2 separate regions of the Mus musculus genome follow, and region 2 is linked to region 1. Evidence: chromatin contacts called from public promoter capture Hi-C data. All regions are on one chromosome and are shown on one strand. The core of a region is the stretch at or near the end of the contact, and the rest is flanking DNA. Distances in the headings are between cores, read along the strand shown.

Region 1 (4,170 bases), core at 279-2,778:
GTTTCCAGTGGTCTGCTGTGGACTTCACTCTCAACCTCTTGTTTCTTTGGAAGTGGTCTGTCCTTTTCTTCTGACTATATTATCTCTAATCCAAGTGTTAAGTGTCTCTCTTTCTTCTCCTAACACTCTCCCTGTCATCTGCTGGGTCATATTTACAAGCTCCTGTTATTATTTCATGTTTGTGACTTCTCTCCGCATCTCTCTGTAAGTGCTTATTTCATGCTTTGTGTCTGACAGTGTAGCCTCTACAGCACTTAGCTTGCCTTTTCTGATGTCGTTCAGTTACAGCGGATTGGCCCCTTGGTAACTTGTGGCTGCTTATTACTGATTGCAGGTTTGGTTGATTCTAAAGTGTTAGAAGCCTGCGGGTTGCTATTGTGAATTTTTTTTTCTGGAAACCATTCATAATTTTGTCCTAAAAGCCAAGGTAGAGAATATGTTTCTCAGAAGCCTTTCTGCCTGCTTATAAACTCATTTACCCAAGACCTAGCCTTTGCTATGGTAAAACCTACTAAGTTTCCTGTCAAACCCTGAGATGAAATTTGATACCTTTTAAATTTTTTCATATTATATCTCATTGAAGGAGACACAGAAAGCTGAATAAGAGGTTTGTTTTTCATTAGAATTCCATTTTCAATTTCTGAAATACCAAATACTCTAAAACATGTTATTTGAGGTATCTTTTAAAATTAAGTAAAACCTCATAGTTCTGTGAGATGATTCAGTGAGTAAAATTATCTGTCGACCTAAGTTTGGTCACTGGGTCCCACATGATGGAAGCAGAAAATAACTTCTAAAGTTGTCCATTGACTTTTACATGGTACCATGACACATGCATGCCAAACGCAGCACACACACACACACACACACACACAAGCTAAACAAATATAAAAATCAAGGGATATTCCTTGATGTTGCTTCTTTAAAATTCTCTGTTTACTTTATTTCTCTCTTCTGAATACAAATAAACATATTTTGAAACTCCCCATATTTATCCACACCATATTATTGAAAACGTTAAATTTCAAAAATGTCTAATAGAAAATATTATTTAAATTTTCCTGAAAACTAGCCTTAACACTTTAGTATTTAATTTGAAGCTGTATTAATGGGCTGTAGAAATGGCTCAGATGTTAAGAGCACTGTCTGTTCTTCCAGAGGTCCTTGAGTTTAATTTCCAGCAACCACGTGGTGGCTCATAACCATCTATAATGAAATCTGGTGCCCTCTTCTGGCCTGAAGGTGTACATGCAGGCAAAATGCTGTATGCATGATAAATAAATCTTAAACCTAGGTTAATGAGAAAATAAAAGGTTGGAGCCAAGACAAATAACCTACTTCAATCACAGAAGCTGAACTAGCCTTATGTGTATGAGTTTTGAGCTACCTGGTGTGGGCCTAGGTACCAGAAGTTTCCCACGGAGACCTCTATCCAGGCCGGGTGGGAATGCCCTAGCAAGGGAAGTGAGTGCAGGAGGGAGACAGATGTACCCTCTGCCACGCCTTCCGGGTCGCTAGGTAACTCCGAGCCTGGGTCGTTGAAAAGCCAACAATCCAGGAAGGAATGCTGCGGAACTCAGAAGGGCTCTTAGGGAGAGAAGATCTCTTCCCAAGTGTTACAGCTCTTGGAACAAAAGGGTCAGACAAAGGAATAGTTCTCGAATTTCTTTCATTGCCTGCATGGCTCTCCTATATACAGTTCTGGCTGTGATTTAGAGTTTGACAACAAGCTCCTCTCATTGGCTTGGGCTGAGAGTTTGGGGAAAACCTTATTTGCATGTGAGAGGGCTTAGTGCCGTTCCTAAGTGGCTGATAGCCACGCCTCTCCTGTGGGGGTTGTGGGGGCGGGAACTCCGACAGGAGCCAGGATCCAGGAGACATGAGAGAACTCCTTCCATCCCATGTAAGTGAATTATCACTACCAGTTCCCAGGGTTCAAGATCTAGCCTGGGCTGGAAACCAGGCTGTCTGCACGCACGTAGCCCATTGCCCCACAATCTGGAATAAAATATGTTATTTCAGCAACAATAGTTACTGTAAAGAATATTTGATTTAGGTAGATGAGTAAAACCTGTGTATAAAACTCCACATCCATGGAAAAGATGAACTAAAGATTGGCTAGGCTGATTATTGATTTTGCAAAAACTGCTGACTACTGTGGATTTTCTCTTGAAACTGTAAAAGGAGTCAGCCTATTCAAAATGAGAGATACATACTACTTTGTGGTGATACATTTTATATGTTATACTTTTGAGCCTTCACTTCTTGGAAACAGAATTTGTGCCAGTGGTGTACACAAAAACAAAGCAAATTGTAGAAGGATGTGATTGGGGGCCATCACCTCATTGACACTGTTTTAAATATTCAATTTGGGGTTTAAACGAGCACTAGACTCATAAACAGCACGCAAACAGCAAGAGACAGAAAACACATGATTACCATAAAGACAAGAACTTAGTCATCATTTTACACAGCACCTGGCACTGACAGGCCATTGTGCACACACGACTAGGAAGAGCTGAGCCTGCTCCTGTGCAAGATGTAAAGATGTCAGTTGAGACAACATAAGCTAACTGTAGCTGTCTAGGAGAGAAGATTCATTTGGAATGTACAGACTCTGTGTGTGTGTGTGTGTGTGTGTGTGTGTGTGTGTGTGTGTGTGATGGAGATCAATATTTGTCCTTAGTAACTTAACACAATGAAGCAAATTAGACTTTTCATACCATTTTCATAGGAAATATTTCCATGGAATACATTTTTCTGGAATAGAAGATGGAATACAGGGGCTACAGTGTACTTACAAATAATAAATAAATCTTTTTAAAAGGAAAGAAAATAGGATACATTTGTCAGTGTACAAAGAGGCAGTTTGGCTGCAGAAATACACTAGTAAACATAGGCAGCACCTATTAAAATCTGAACAAATTTAATGTTTCCAAATCTAGATAGGTGAATCACATCTTTCTCAGATCTTTTTATAGGGAATAACATACGAATTTAAACATTAATAGGTAGTATGATCCAAGAGTGGTAGCTCATGCCTATAATATCAGAATTTGCAGGTTGATACAGGAGGACCATCACAAGTTCAATTCGAGCATGAGTTACAATAGTATAGTATAAAATAGTTGTATAGTATAATATGCAATATAATATGTTCCAAGCAGTCTTGGCTTCAGAGTAAGACCTTGTCTTTTAAAAAGTAAAATGAGGTACTGAAGAGATGGCTCAGTGGTTAAGAGCACCAACAGGTCTGGAGTTCAATTCCTAGCAACCACATGGTGGCTCACAACCATCTTTAATGGGATCCAATATCCTCTTCTGGTATGTCTAAAGACAGCACAGTATACTCATAGTCATAAAATAAATAATTCTAAGAAATGGAAAATGAAATAAATTAAACAGTGGTAGTATGAAATCCATACAACAAGTGAGAATATAAATAAATCTTTTGAAAAAGAAAAAGAATTGCCTACATACTCAACTGACCCTCTTCCCTGCAAAAGAGAAAGCATAGAATCCCAGGACATCTTTTGTCCTCACTCCTAGGACATGGCTGGCTGCCTTCAAGCTCCCCTGTGCTCAGGGTCAGCATCCCTGTAACTAGCCTCTTTCCTTTACACCCTTAGCCTGACATTTCACACCTTTCAGGGTACTAACTCAAACAGTCACATGTTTGTGGACCCTATCTCCATTCTTACTTTTTATTGATGTACAGTTATATGTCAATTACATTTTTCATGACCAAACCCAATGTCTTAGATAGTACAATTTGACATGAATTTCTCAGCCTTAATTAAGAAAAAAAAAACTGTCTCTGGACAGGAACTTAAAGATGTTACTAATAGAATAACCCATCACTGACAAAGTGGCTCTATAAAAACAGTACATATTTAAACTTCCACCAAAAAAAATCTGATAGAAAAACTCAACTCCTCTAATTAAACCTACCATTCTCATCCAGCTTGCAAATGAAACCAACTAAGATACTCATTTTGAATGTAAATACCATATCCTGTCCATGTAATATTAATTGAACTCACTACAAGAGAACCTAGATAGAGGAAATCATTAAAAAGCTCTCCAAAATAAGTCTAACATAATATATATGAATGAATAGGTGTGTTTATATGTGTAAGATTTATATCACATACACACACACACACATCT
Region 2 (4,130 bases), core at 1,282-3,781, 1.2 Mb before region 1:
CGCAGTAAGCATTCCTTATTGCAATGGATGGCTTTCATCTTGTTGTGGATGAGTTATTTCTCTGGAGAGGGGCTATTGAGTGCAGTGACTGAGAACCGGTGCATCGGCCTTCCCTGCAAAGCTTCTTGCTCTTTCATGTGGCTATTCACATATTTTCAGTTTTATGTAAGTTGTTCGGATGATGCTCTTGGTCCTTCTGGCATCATCTCCATCCCAGACACTCCTAACCATTGAGACATCTTTCCAGCCTGAGACCTGGTAGATTTTTAAACAACATTGAGATTTGTTAGACAGGAAGAAGGGGAAACCTATTAAACCAGAGCTCCACTCTGTCTGTCCTATGTAAAACCTGTGGCTCCTGCCTTCTAAAGAACCATTGACTGTGTTTATTTCTCACTGTCGATCTGCAGCCACCAGACTTAAACCCATGAGAGCAAGGATGTAGACGTTGTACATAAATATCTACAAATATATACAAAAAGAGAAAGGCTAATGGGTCCCATCATACCCACTGCCTTAGTTATGTTTCTGTAGGAGTGCTAAGGCACTAAGCACTAGGACCAAGGCAACTTACAGAAGACAGAGTTACAGGCTTACAGTTTCAGTTCATGACCATCATGGCAGGGAGAATGGCAGCAGGCAGGCAGGCAGGCAGGCATGGTGCTGGAGCAGTAGTTAGGAGCTCACAACCTGATCCATAAGCACAAGACAGAGATGATAGAGGCAGAGGGAGAAAGAGCTGGGGGTGGTGTGGGCTTTTGAAACCTTGAAGCCCACTCCAAGTGACACACCTAATCTTTCCCAAACAGTTCCACCCAACCGGGAAACCAAGCATTCAAAGTCTATAGGGGCCATTTTCATTCAAACCACACTTGTCTTTCTTAAACAGCACCACAGACCGAGTATAGCTCAGTGACTAAGCAAGTGGTCAGCACATACGGTGTTTTTGGTCTCTAGGCCCAACCTAGACACAGACATTTCTCCCCCTACAAACAAACTCTTTCTCTTTCTCTTTCTCTCTCTCTCTTTCTTGCCTTCTCTCTCCTCTCTCTCTCTTACACACACACACACACACTTAAACATTTACATCCACATACTAACACACACTCATACACAGTCTCATATAATATATACATTCACACACACATCACATACATTTACAATCACACATGCATACACACACACACACACACACACACACACACACACACACACATATATCTATGTAACCACACATTCTCACATATAAATACAACACCCATATTCGTACACATTCTCCCACATACACATTTTCACACATATACACACTCAACCTCACATACACACTCATATATACCTGTTCTCAACCCATACATGCACACACTTAGACATGCACATGCTGAAAACCATATGTTCATTCACACACTTGAAATGAAGGTTCATGTTTGAACAAGACTAAATCAAGTGATGGTTTTCATCTCTGCATCAGTTCACCAGAGTTTCAGAGATGGATGGAGACACAGTTTCTCCTATTGCCCCAGTGTCTGGAACCACACACTTTTCTCCATGTGGAAACCAATGGGTGTTTTTGTTTTGTTCGTCCTAACATCTCATGTTTCAAAGATTCAGCAGAGCCTGGGAGCTATTGCCACCCTCTTCAGAAGCCCAGAGCTTTAGGTAGATGAATTCTAAGTCAACAGAGTTGTTTGTACCCAACCCAAGATTCCATATAGGAATAAGCCATGCTGAGACAGGTGTCTGGCACTGACACAAATAAACTCTTGTTCTGTTTATTACTCCATGCCTCTACCATGACCTTTCTTCAACTCACATCTCTATTAATGAAGTAGAAAAATAGCTCGTTCACAGACTTGTGAGGAGGGCTGGTTAAAAACGTAGACAATGGACAATACTGGGGGTGGCATTAAATATTCCCAAATGAATCAAATGCTGGAATCACTATTAAATGTTTCCAAAGAGCCCATGAGTGTCTAATGAGAACCGATGCAGGGCCCGCCTTACCAATGTCTCACTTCGACTGTCAACTCTCTTCCTCCTCCAACAGTGTGCACTCAAGCACACTGTTCCTCGGGCCCCTCCCTTTCTGCTCTTTCCTCCTCTGCCCTCCCCACATTCAACATCTCCTTATCAGCTCTGGTCTAGGAACAGTGAGACAGGAAGGATTTTCTCACATACATGATTAAAAGGGCATGCTGTCTGTGAGAACAAGAGCAAAAAGGGCAGGTGAGAGGAGCTAGCGCCAGCGGAAGCTGAACCCACGCAGGGAGAGGAAGTGGAAGGAACAGATTACAGTCTCGAGGGCAGTGTGTGGAGCTGGGTGGGAAGGAAACCGGTCAGTAATAGGAAAAATGGCTTCCTAGTTGGGCAGCACTTGCAATGGGGTCTTAGGTGACCAGTGTGATTTAAATTAGCAGGAAGGGATCATGTATCCTGGAGGGTGGGGGCGGTCGTCCTGGGTTGAAGCTGGAGGACTCTCAAGACCCTCTGGTGCTTTCTGTTCCCTTTACTTACCAGGAGTTCAAGCCAGAGATGTGAAGGGAATCTTGCCCCTGATGGTCCTAATGGTGGTTGTTTTCTTGCTGCTTCTGTTCTGGGAGAATGAGCTCACTGAAGATGTTGTGCTGACGTCCATAGAACAATTGCATGTGGACTATCCTCAGAATGCTGTTCCTCTGAGGTACTGCAACTACATGATTCTCCAGAGGGTCATCAGGGAACCCGACCACAGATGCAGAAAGGTGCATGTCTTCATCCACGAGAGGCCTCAGAAGATCAACAGAGTTTGCACTTCCTCCAAGAAGATGTCGTGCCCAAATGATTCTGACCTTTTCTGCTTCCAGAGTGAGACAAAATTCAGGATGACAGTTTGTCAGCTCATTGATGGCACCACATATCCTGCCTGCAGGTACCAAATTTCTCCCATAAAGGGGTTTGTTCTTGTGACTTGTGATGACTTAGGGCCAGTTGATCTCCAGGGATATGTGGAATAACTTGCCATCAGCACTGAGTGTGAGGACTTCTTATCTGTCCCCGAGCCGCTCTGGTTAACCTGAACTGTGGGTATGGGGTAAGGCCGTGAATGGAAGGGGTAGGTGATTAATCCTCCCAGTGTTGCTGAGACACAATCATTGGTTCTGTATCAATAAAAACATCTTTGCTGAATTAAATCGCAGGCTCCACATGTGTGTTTTAAGTTTTTTTGCCTTGTCTTTGAGTCATTCAATGGAATTAATGGGAATCTGAGGTCAGATTTCAGTTGGAGAACAAAAGTCAGTTAGGTGTGACGCTCAAGGGGCCACCAACCAAGCACCACACAAACAAAACCCAATAATTAGCCTAGATAAACAACATTTAGTCAATATTCTGAAAAATCAAAATGATAGCAAAAAATCCCTTTTGTGTAAAATATCTACATCTCAAAGATCCAGCACTATAGGGCAAGATTGGAATGAGCCAGGACATATGAATGTTGCCAGCAAGGGAACAGATCACACTGTTTAAAATGTTAATTTTGTGCATGAAGGATTACATGGCATGTATTTCTTTGAAGTATGATTTTATTTATTCTTCAATAATCGTATATTATGGATTTTTGTTTGTTTAAGAGAGGATCTTACTTTGTAGCTCCAGATAGACTGGAACTCAGTCTGTAAACTAGGCTGCCCTCGAACTCACAGAGATTTGCCCACCTCTGCTCTTAAGAACTTGAATTAAAAGCCTATGACACGTGCTCTCCCCATACAGTGTATTTTGATTATATTCATTCCCTTTCGCCCTATTTCCTTCTGACCCCTCTCCCAGCCCCTAGTTATTTGCAAAGTGGTCAGCCTTGAAGACACAAACAACAAAAATGAATCTGCATATATGCAAATATGTAATACTATGCAGATTTATAATAACAAAAGAAAAAGAGATATCGATTTGAGAATGGGCAAACATGGGGGGGGGGAGGGAAGAGACATGGGAGGGGCCGGAAGAAAGGGAAGAAGGAGAAAAGAGACAAAATTCTGTTTTAATTAAAATAAATGTAAAGTATCAGCTTCATGTTCTCTCATTCTCTTAAAAACCAAACCAAACCAAACCATGGTGCTCCATTTGTGTTGGCCAGCTATCCTGAGCACAAGACCTGC

Evidence for each region. Promoter capture Hi-C pulls out the DNA fragments that hold promoters and counts their contacts.
Region 2: a promoter capture Hi-C map of stem cell-derived epiblast-like cells shows a contact between it and region 1, with 4 times the contacts expected there. The contact joins the promoter of Rnase12 here to the enhancer-like site in region 1. A contact is called at or near these places in 13 of 39 promoter capture datasets (the 3T3-L1 cell line, 3T3-L1-derived adipocytes, the HPC-7 cell line and 9 more), 1 of 15 datasets of contacts at CTCF or cohesin (embryonic stem cells) and 5 of 115 datasets of contacts at active chromatin or transcription factors (embryonic stem cells, forebrain and stem cell-derived neural progenitor cells).

Annotation. Positions count from the first base shown.
Region 1 is chr14:49,827,004-49,831,173 of GRCm38.p6, reverse strand. No RefSeq gene overlaps it. Among named protein-coding and RNA genes, the nearest start is that of Armh4, 46 kb to the right of the region's middle. Within about 2 kb of position 1,528, at least 32 of the 459 cell types and tissues checked have an H3K27ac peak or open chromatin away from gene starts, as enhancers often do. A contact at or near this core is called in embryonic stem cells and stem cell-derived epiblast-like cells, where this site is marked.
Region 2 is chr14:51,055,643-51,059,772 of GRCm38.p6, reverse strand. Rnase12 (ribonuclease, RNase A family, 12 (non-active)) reads left to right here and starts at 2,531. Exons shown (of 1, transcript NM_001011875.2): 1 at 2,531-3,075. The coding sequence starts at 2,553. The coding sequence ends at 2,990. Gm52088 (a long non-coding RNA gene) reads right to left here and starts at 602. Exons shown (of 3, transcript XR_003950909.1): 1 at 575-602; 2 at 1-255. It also overlaps a transcript of Rnase11 not described here.